Regions from separate parts of the Macaca mulatta genome. Here region 1 is linked to region 2. The links are chromatin contacts, called in public Hi-C maps. All regions are on one chromosome and are shown on one strand. Each heading gives the region's core, a stretch centred on a gene start, on an enhancer-like site or on the middle of the called end of the contact. The rest is flanking DNA. Distances are from core to core; before and after follow the strand shown.

The links. A called contact is a pair of places that touch in the nucleus more often than the background predicts.
Region 1: a Hi-C map of liver shows a contact between it and region 2, with 3 times the contacts expected there. The contact joins the promoter of GNPDA1 here to the promoter of RNF14 in region 2. A contact is called at or near these places in 2 of 14 Hi-C or Micro-C datasets (fibroblasts and liver).

Annotation. Positions count from the first base shown.
Region 1 is chr6:150,869,163-150,872,155 of T2T-MMU8v2.0, reverse strand. GNPDA1 (glucosamine-6-phosphate deaminase 1) reads left to right here and starts at 1,258. Exons shown (of 7, transcript NM_001257944.2): 1 at 1,258-1,278; 2 at 2,231-2,360. The coding sequence starts at 2,237.
Region 2 is chr6:150,823,812-150,827,126 of T2T-MMU8v2.0, reverse strand. It overlaps RNF14 (ring finger protein 14), which reads right to left and starts at 1,937. Exons shown (of 9, transcript NM_001260813.1): 1 at 1,895-1,937; 2 at 185-358.

The DNA.
Region 1 (2,993 bases), core at 9-2,508, 46 kb before region 2:
TCGCCACTGCTCCCTAGCACTGACCAAAGTCCGGGATGTCGGACTGTGAGGTCATATATCACAAGTCTCTGTACTCCTTTGAGCCCCAGTTTCCATATCAATAAAATGGCGGTAATCATATCTGACGATTGGGCAGGATTCTATGAAATAATGGGCACAAAGCTCTTGCAAAACCCTATGTAATGGAAGATGTTACTGAGGACCAGCACTCAAGTCCTTCCTCCAGCCTCTGCATGGAAAGTTCCCAAGTGTCCCTAGAAGTCTCGAACACTCTAATGTTGAGTGGAAAGAATACGATGGATCTCTTGTTCTGATATAGAAGCGTCCCAAATTCAGTCATACCAGCTGGGAGGCAGTGCCCGCTAGCGGTAAAAAGCATGGATTTGGGATTTGGACAGATTCCCCTGAATTGAAGTCTTAGGCAAACCACTGGTGCCTCTGGCCAAGTTAACTTTTCTCTCCAAGCGTCAGTTTCTCCACTCGTTAAAAAGTAATGGCAAACCTACTACTGGAGCTTAATAAGGATTAAGTGAAATAATGCAGGTCAAATATCTGACCCTTGATATATATAAGCCTCATGTGTATGTGTTCCCATTTATGTAAAATAACAGTGTAAGCATATTCATAGAAAGCAATTCAGAATGTACTCTAAGCAATGGTTATCTTGGTGTGGGGAGTTGGGGAAACCAAGGGCCTGCCTTTTTCTCTATTATATAATGCTGCAAAGTTTGATCTTTAAAAAAGGACTTTAAAAAGTCCAATTGTATTTTAAACAACAAAAGTTTTAATACCTGGGTAAATAAATGCCATCTAAACAAATAAAGAAACTGAAGACAGAGCCAGGCCCAACCCTAGGAGACTGAGGCAGCGATTCTGCTTTGCCTGCCCCCAGCTCAACCTCTGCACTAAAAACCCCGGCCCCAGCCCCAAGTTCCAGAGGGCTGTATTCCTGGGGGCGACCCGGCACGCCTCAAGTCTCCCTCCTCTTGCACAAAAAAAAAAAAAAAAAAACCAAAAAAAACACCAGGCTCGAATCCCCGCCTCTCAAGGGAAAGTGTGTTTTTTACGGTCTGTTCCAGGGCCTGCCGGAGCCACCGGCCGAGGTGAGACTGTGAGTGGCCGGAATCCCTCCGCCGAGAGAGTCAGTCCCAGTAGCTGCGGCCCCGCTGAGTCAGCCCAGCGGGCGGCGCACGCTGCGCCGCGTGACCCGCAGCCACGTGACCCGCGCCGGGCCGGGCCGCCGGCGCAGTAGCTGCAGCCGCCGCGGGAGGCGTACGCGTAAGTGGGGAGAAGGGCTGGCGGGCACCTTCCTCGCGGGCCGAAGCGCGGAGCGCTGCCCCAGCCCTACGGCACCCGGGGTCGGGACCCCGGGGAGCCGCTCTCACACATTTTCCAGCCGGGATCGGAGGGTCGATGGGGTGGTAATCGGGGTGGGGGACACGCTGTACCCCACCGACGACCGCGCGGGCCACCTTCGCCTCTTGCTTTCCCACTCCCACTAACCGCAGTGCTGGGGGAGCAAAACGTCCTCCTTCTGGAGCGATTACCTTTTACCTTTTGTGCTTTGGGGGAAACTGAGGACCCAGAGGGGTTCGCAAAGCAAGGCGGGCCAGTAGGAACACCCCTCCGCTAGTCCCTCAGCACACAGCTCCCCAGGCAGAGCTCATTGCCCCACCTGCTCTAGTGGCCCAGCATGATCCTATGACCCCTCTACTTCTTGAGGAAGAGTCTTGGGGTAGAGGGCGGGGAGTGTGGAGAGTATCCCGCTCCCGTGGGGGCAGGGATGAGGGAGGCGGGGCTGAGCAGAGCATCTATCCGGATGGTAACAGCCAACATAGTAAATACTAAGTGGTTTACACGCATTCTCTCATTTCGTATTACCCGTCGTGAAGTCTGTGAAGTAGGTACTATTGTCCCAATTTTTATAAAGGAGGAAACGGCTCAGAGAGAACTTAGGTCCTTCGACCGAGGTCCTTTAGTTGGTAAGTGAAGGAGCTGAGATTAGAACCCAGATCTGCCCCCAGTAGCGCCTCCTAGTGGACTGTGGGTGGTGGAGGCGACTGGCCCAACCTCTTAGCTCCTCTGTGAATAGAAAGGCCTTTTTCCTGGCTCAGACAGCTTGGGAAGGGGGGATTGTTGCTGGGTAAGAGAGGCTTCTCCCACCACCTCCATCTCTTTCTCTGCCCCTTACCATTGATTCCTTTCTGTCATCCCCTCTCCCCCACTGCAGGACAAGATGAAACTCATCATCCTGGACCACTATTCTCAGGCCAGCGAGTGGGCGGCTAAATACATCAGGAACCGCATCATCCAGTTTAACCCAGGGCCAGAAAAGTACTTCACCCTGGGGCTCCCCACTGGTGCGTTCTTGGATGGAGAGGGTGCCGTGGATAGGAGTGGAGAGAGTAGGCAACAGGGGCCAGGTACACGGGCTCACTCAGCCAAGGGACTTCACGGGGGCTCTGGGGTACTGGTGCTGAGAGAGTACCTTCCTGCCCCTTCCACATACAAAGGACCCAGCTTCCCTTATGGGTTGGTTTAGTGCTGCCTGTTCCTGCAGAATCCTGGAGCAGAAGGGATATTGGTTAGGTAGGAAGAACTTGATTTTTAGGCTACATCCTAAGTCAGCCTTGTCCACCAGGGTTTCTTAACAGAATTAAGTCCTGATACCCTAAGGCATTCATTTTATGTAATGAATTAATTTCTCTTCTCTATATCTAGAGGGGTACTAGCTAAGTACCATCCTTGGGAGAATTGAGAAGGTAGTCACTTAGGTAATTTTCTGTAAGGCTTAATTAAACACAGGACCTAAGTAAAAAACAGTCCTAATTTCTTTTGGAAAAAATCAAAATGTTGCTTTTTCAGAAAGATATTTTGACCCCAGCTCCTCAAGACAAATGTCCTGATTATTTCTTTCAGAGATGGGTGGGTTTGCCCTAGTGGCCGTTCCTGACCCATCCATTAGAGTGTGTATGTGTGTGTGGTGTGTGTCG
Region 2 (3,315 bases), core at 688-3,187:
TTTTAATTAAAATGTACATAATTAAAAAGTTAGGATTTTTTTACATTCTAAAAGGTCATACTGTGAAATTTAAAATGATTTCATTTCAAAAAACACTTTTTCTAGGAGACGTTAGTTCATGGCTCTGCTTAAGTTGCCTCCCTAAAAGACACAATTACATGTTCTACTTGAGGTCAGTTAGTACCTGTTAATAACAACCAGAAGAAAAGAATATTAACACCACAGTCTGTATTTCAGCTCAGAGTGGAGTTCGTGCAAATCCCATTTATTCTCTAACTGGTGGAGCTGAGACTGCTGAAGCTGGATAAGAGGCCAAGATGTGGAACTCATACTACATATACTATGAAAATCCTGCCATCTGCAGAAAAGAAATACAAAAGATGGTGTTAGGACCCTCTCCAAATTAAAATTCTGAATTTCCATGATCACCACTTAAGTCAAACATATCCTAACATACAGCCAATCCTAATCTACAGGTGCATGTTACTCTCCTAGGGCAGACTGACTGAGCCATGTGGTTAAAGGAGTATTTGCATGTGCCCAGCAATGACTGAGGACTTTTTATCTGTCTGCCCTCAGCCATGGGAGGAGGTAAGGAGGAACACCAAGGTCATATGAGAGGACAGGACACCATGCCCCATAACAAACAGCCTCTTCAGTTTCTTGTTTTTTCTCCTTTCCTCTTCTGCTTTTTGTATTCCTTCATTTGCCATCCCCCTCCAGTTTTTCCTCTCTTGTTCATGAATTAATACCACCAGTGGCACTCATGGTTAATTCTGATAACAGAAAAATACTTAAACAAAACAAGAATACACAAACAGAAACTTTTAAGTTTTATTCTAAACGCTTTAGAGCTAGGCTTCTTCACTGGGGTGAGGGGAAAAGGGAGTATGGTCTCAGATGGGTTATGGAGAATCCTATCAACACCCTAAAATTATATGCAAAAATACCATATACAAAACCATAATTAAAAAGTTACAGATTCTCGGATGTGTAACTCCCCAATAAGAATGAGATTCAGAATCAATTTACATTTATTGAGCACCTACTACGTACAGTATTAGGTCCTTTCACATTGTCTTATTTAATCTTAAACAATTTTACTAGGTGGGAATATATGGTGCTAATTAAGCTTTTTGTTTCTTCCTGTTAAAACATTTGCAAATGGGATGAGAGATTCATTTATGCAGTTTATGGTTTTAGGTTAGTGTTCTCCATCTGACTGCACATTAGAATCTTCTAAGGAGCTGTTTTTTAAAATCTGAATACCCAGGCCACACCCAGAACAATTAATTCAGGCCTCAGTAGTTGTCCAAGTTCTCCAGGTGATTCCAATATGCAGTCAGGGCTAGCAACTTCTACTCCAAGCAGTGTTTCAACAGTTCCTCATGACCTACCCTACTAGATTTCAGCTTGTGAAGCTGTCACTTGGAAGCCAGTACCTCAATTCTGGTTGCTACCCCCATTTCCTTCTCATTCTATCCATTTGGTCTTCGGGTGTCCTGGTCTGGGTTCAGCTCGCCACCCGGCGTGCGGAGTCGTTTGGGCGACTACCCCAAAACAGGGGCAAGTCCAAGGCTAGCTATCCGCCCCAGCGCTGGGATCAGAGGGCGCTATCCGGGCGTGTGAGCTGCTGGCCAGCCTGGGGCCTCCCAAAGAAGCAGGGCCCACACCTTTCTCTTCCTCCTCAGGAGCGTCCGGAAGGGAGTCCCGGCCAGCTGGGCTGCGGACGCCCGGTCCCGGGTTTGAGCGACTGAGGCCCACTGTACAGTCCTGGCCCGGTCCCCTTTTCTGCCTCGCGCGCCCAGAGAGCTGTCCCCACCGTACCTTCCGGCCACCCGGCAGTGCCAAGCTCCAAAGTTCCGCCCTCCGCCCTTGCCCGGGGCCCACTCACCGCCGCCAGCCGACCAGGCCTAGCAATTCCCTGCTCAACCGGCGCACCGCCTCTTCCGTTCTCGGGAGCTGTCAGCTGAGCCAAGCGGATCCCGCTGGTGGGGTAGTCGGCCTAGAGAGGACTCTGCGCAGCCGCCGTGGTCGCCCCTGTCTCTCGGGCGCCTCCCGCAGGCCCAAGGCGGCGCTGCCGGCGCGACCGCCGTCACTCCAACCACTGCGAGCCCAGTGCTCACAGGAGGCTGTTTTCAGTAGTTCTGATGGGGCCCGAGAATTCCAATTTTTACCAATCCCCAGAGGTGATCACGAGGCAGTGGTCTACCTAGGGCAGAGACTCTCACAACAATCCCAGACCTGCTTCTCTAAGTGGACTAAGCTAGCCTGCTTCCTCCCGTTTACCTTCTCAGAAATGCTGCCCGTCTTTCTGGAGCTCCACTGCAGAAGCACGCATTCATCGCTCATGTTATAACTGCAACACCGACCGCATTTATTGAGCAGTTAGGATGCTTCAAGCACTGTGATAAATGCTCTACGTAAATTTTCTATCTTCACTGTAACCTTATGATTTAGCTACCATTTGTTATTCTCACTTTACAAATAAGGAAATTGAGACTTAGGTGCAAAAACTTACAAAGGGTCACATGATTATCATCAGGCTAAGCAGAAATTAAAATTATATGCTTCCTACCTCACACCATATGCAAAAATTAACTAAATATGGATCAACGACCTAAATGTAAGAACTAAAACTATAAAATCTTTAGAAGGCCAGGCACAGTGGCTCACGCCTGTAATCTCAGCACTTTGGGAGGCCGAGGAGGGCGGATCATGAGGTCAGGTGATAGAGACCAGCCTGACCAACATGGTGAAGCCCCGTCTCTACCAAAAATACAAAAGATTAGCAGGGCGTGGTGGTGGGTGCCTGTAGTCCCAGCTACTCGGGAGGCTGAGGCAGGAGAACGGCACGAACCCGGGAGGCGGAGCTTGCAGTGAACCGAGATTGCGCCACTGCACTCCAGCCTGGGCGACAGAGCGAGACTCCCTCTCAAAAAAAAAAAAAAAAAAACCAAAAAACCCTTAGAAGAAAATGTAGGAGTAAATATTTATGAACTTGAATTAGGTAATAGTTTCTTAGACATGAAACTAAAGGCACAAGCAACAAAGGAAAAAAACACATAAATTGCATTCACCAAAGCTAAAAACTTTTGTACTTCAAAATGTCAGAGGCATTCGAACCAGAGCAACTTCATCTGGAGTAGGGGCTGGGTAAAATAAGGCTGAGCAACCTACTGGGCTACATTCTTAGACAGTTAGGCATTCCAAGTCACAGGATGAGATAGGAGATTAGCACAAGATACAGGTTATAAAGATCTTACTGATAAAACAGCTTGCCGTAAAGAAGTGGGCTAAAACCCACCAAAACCA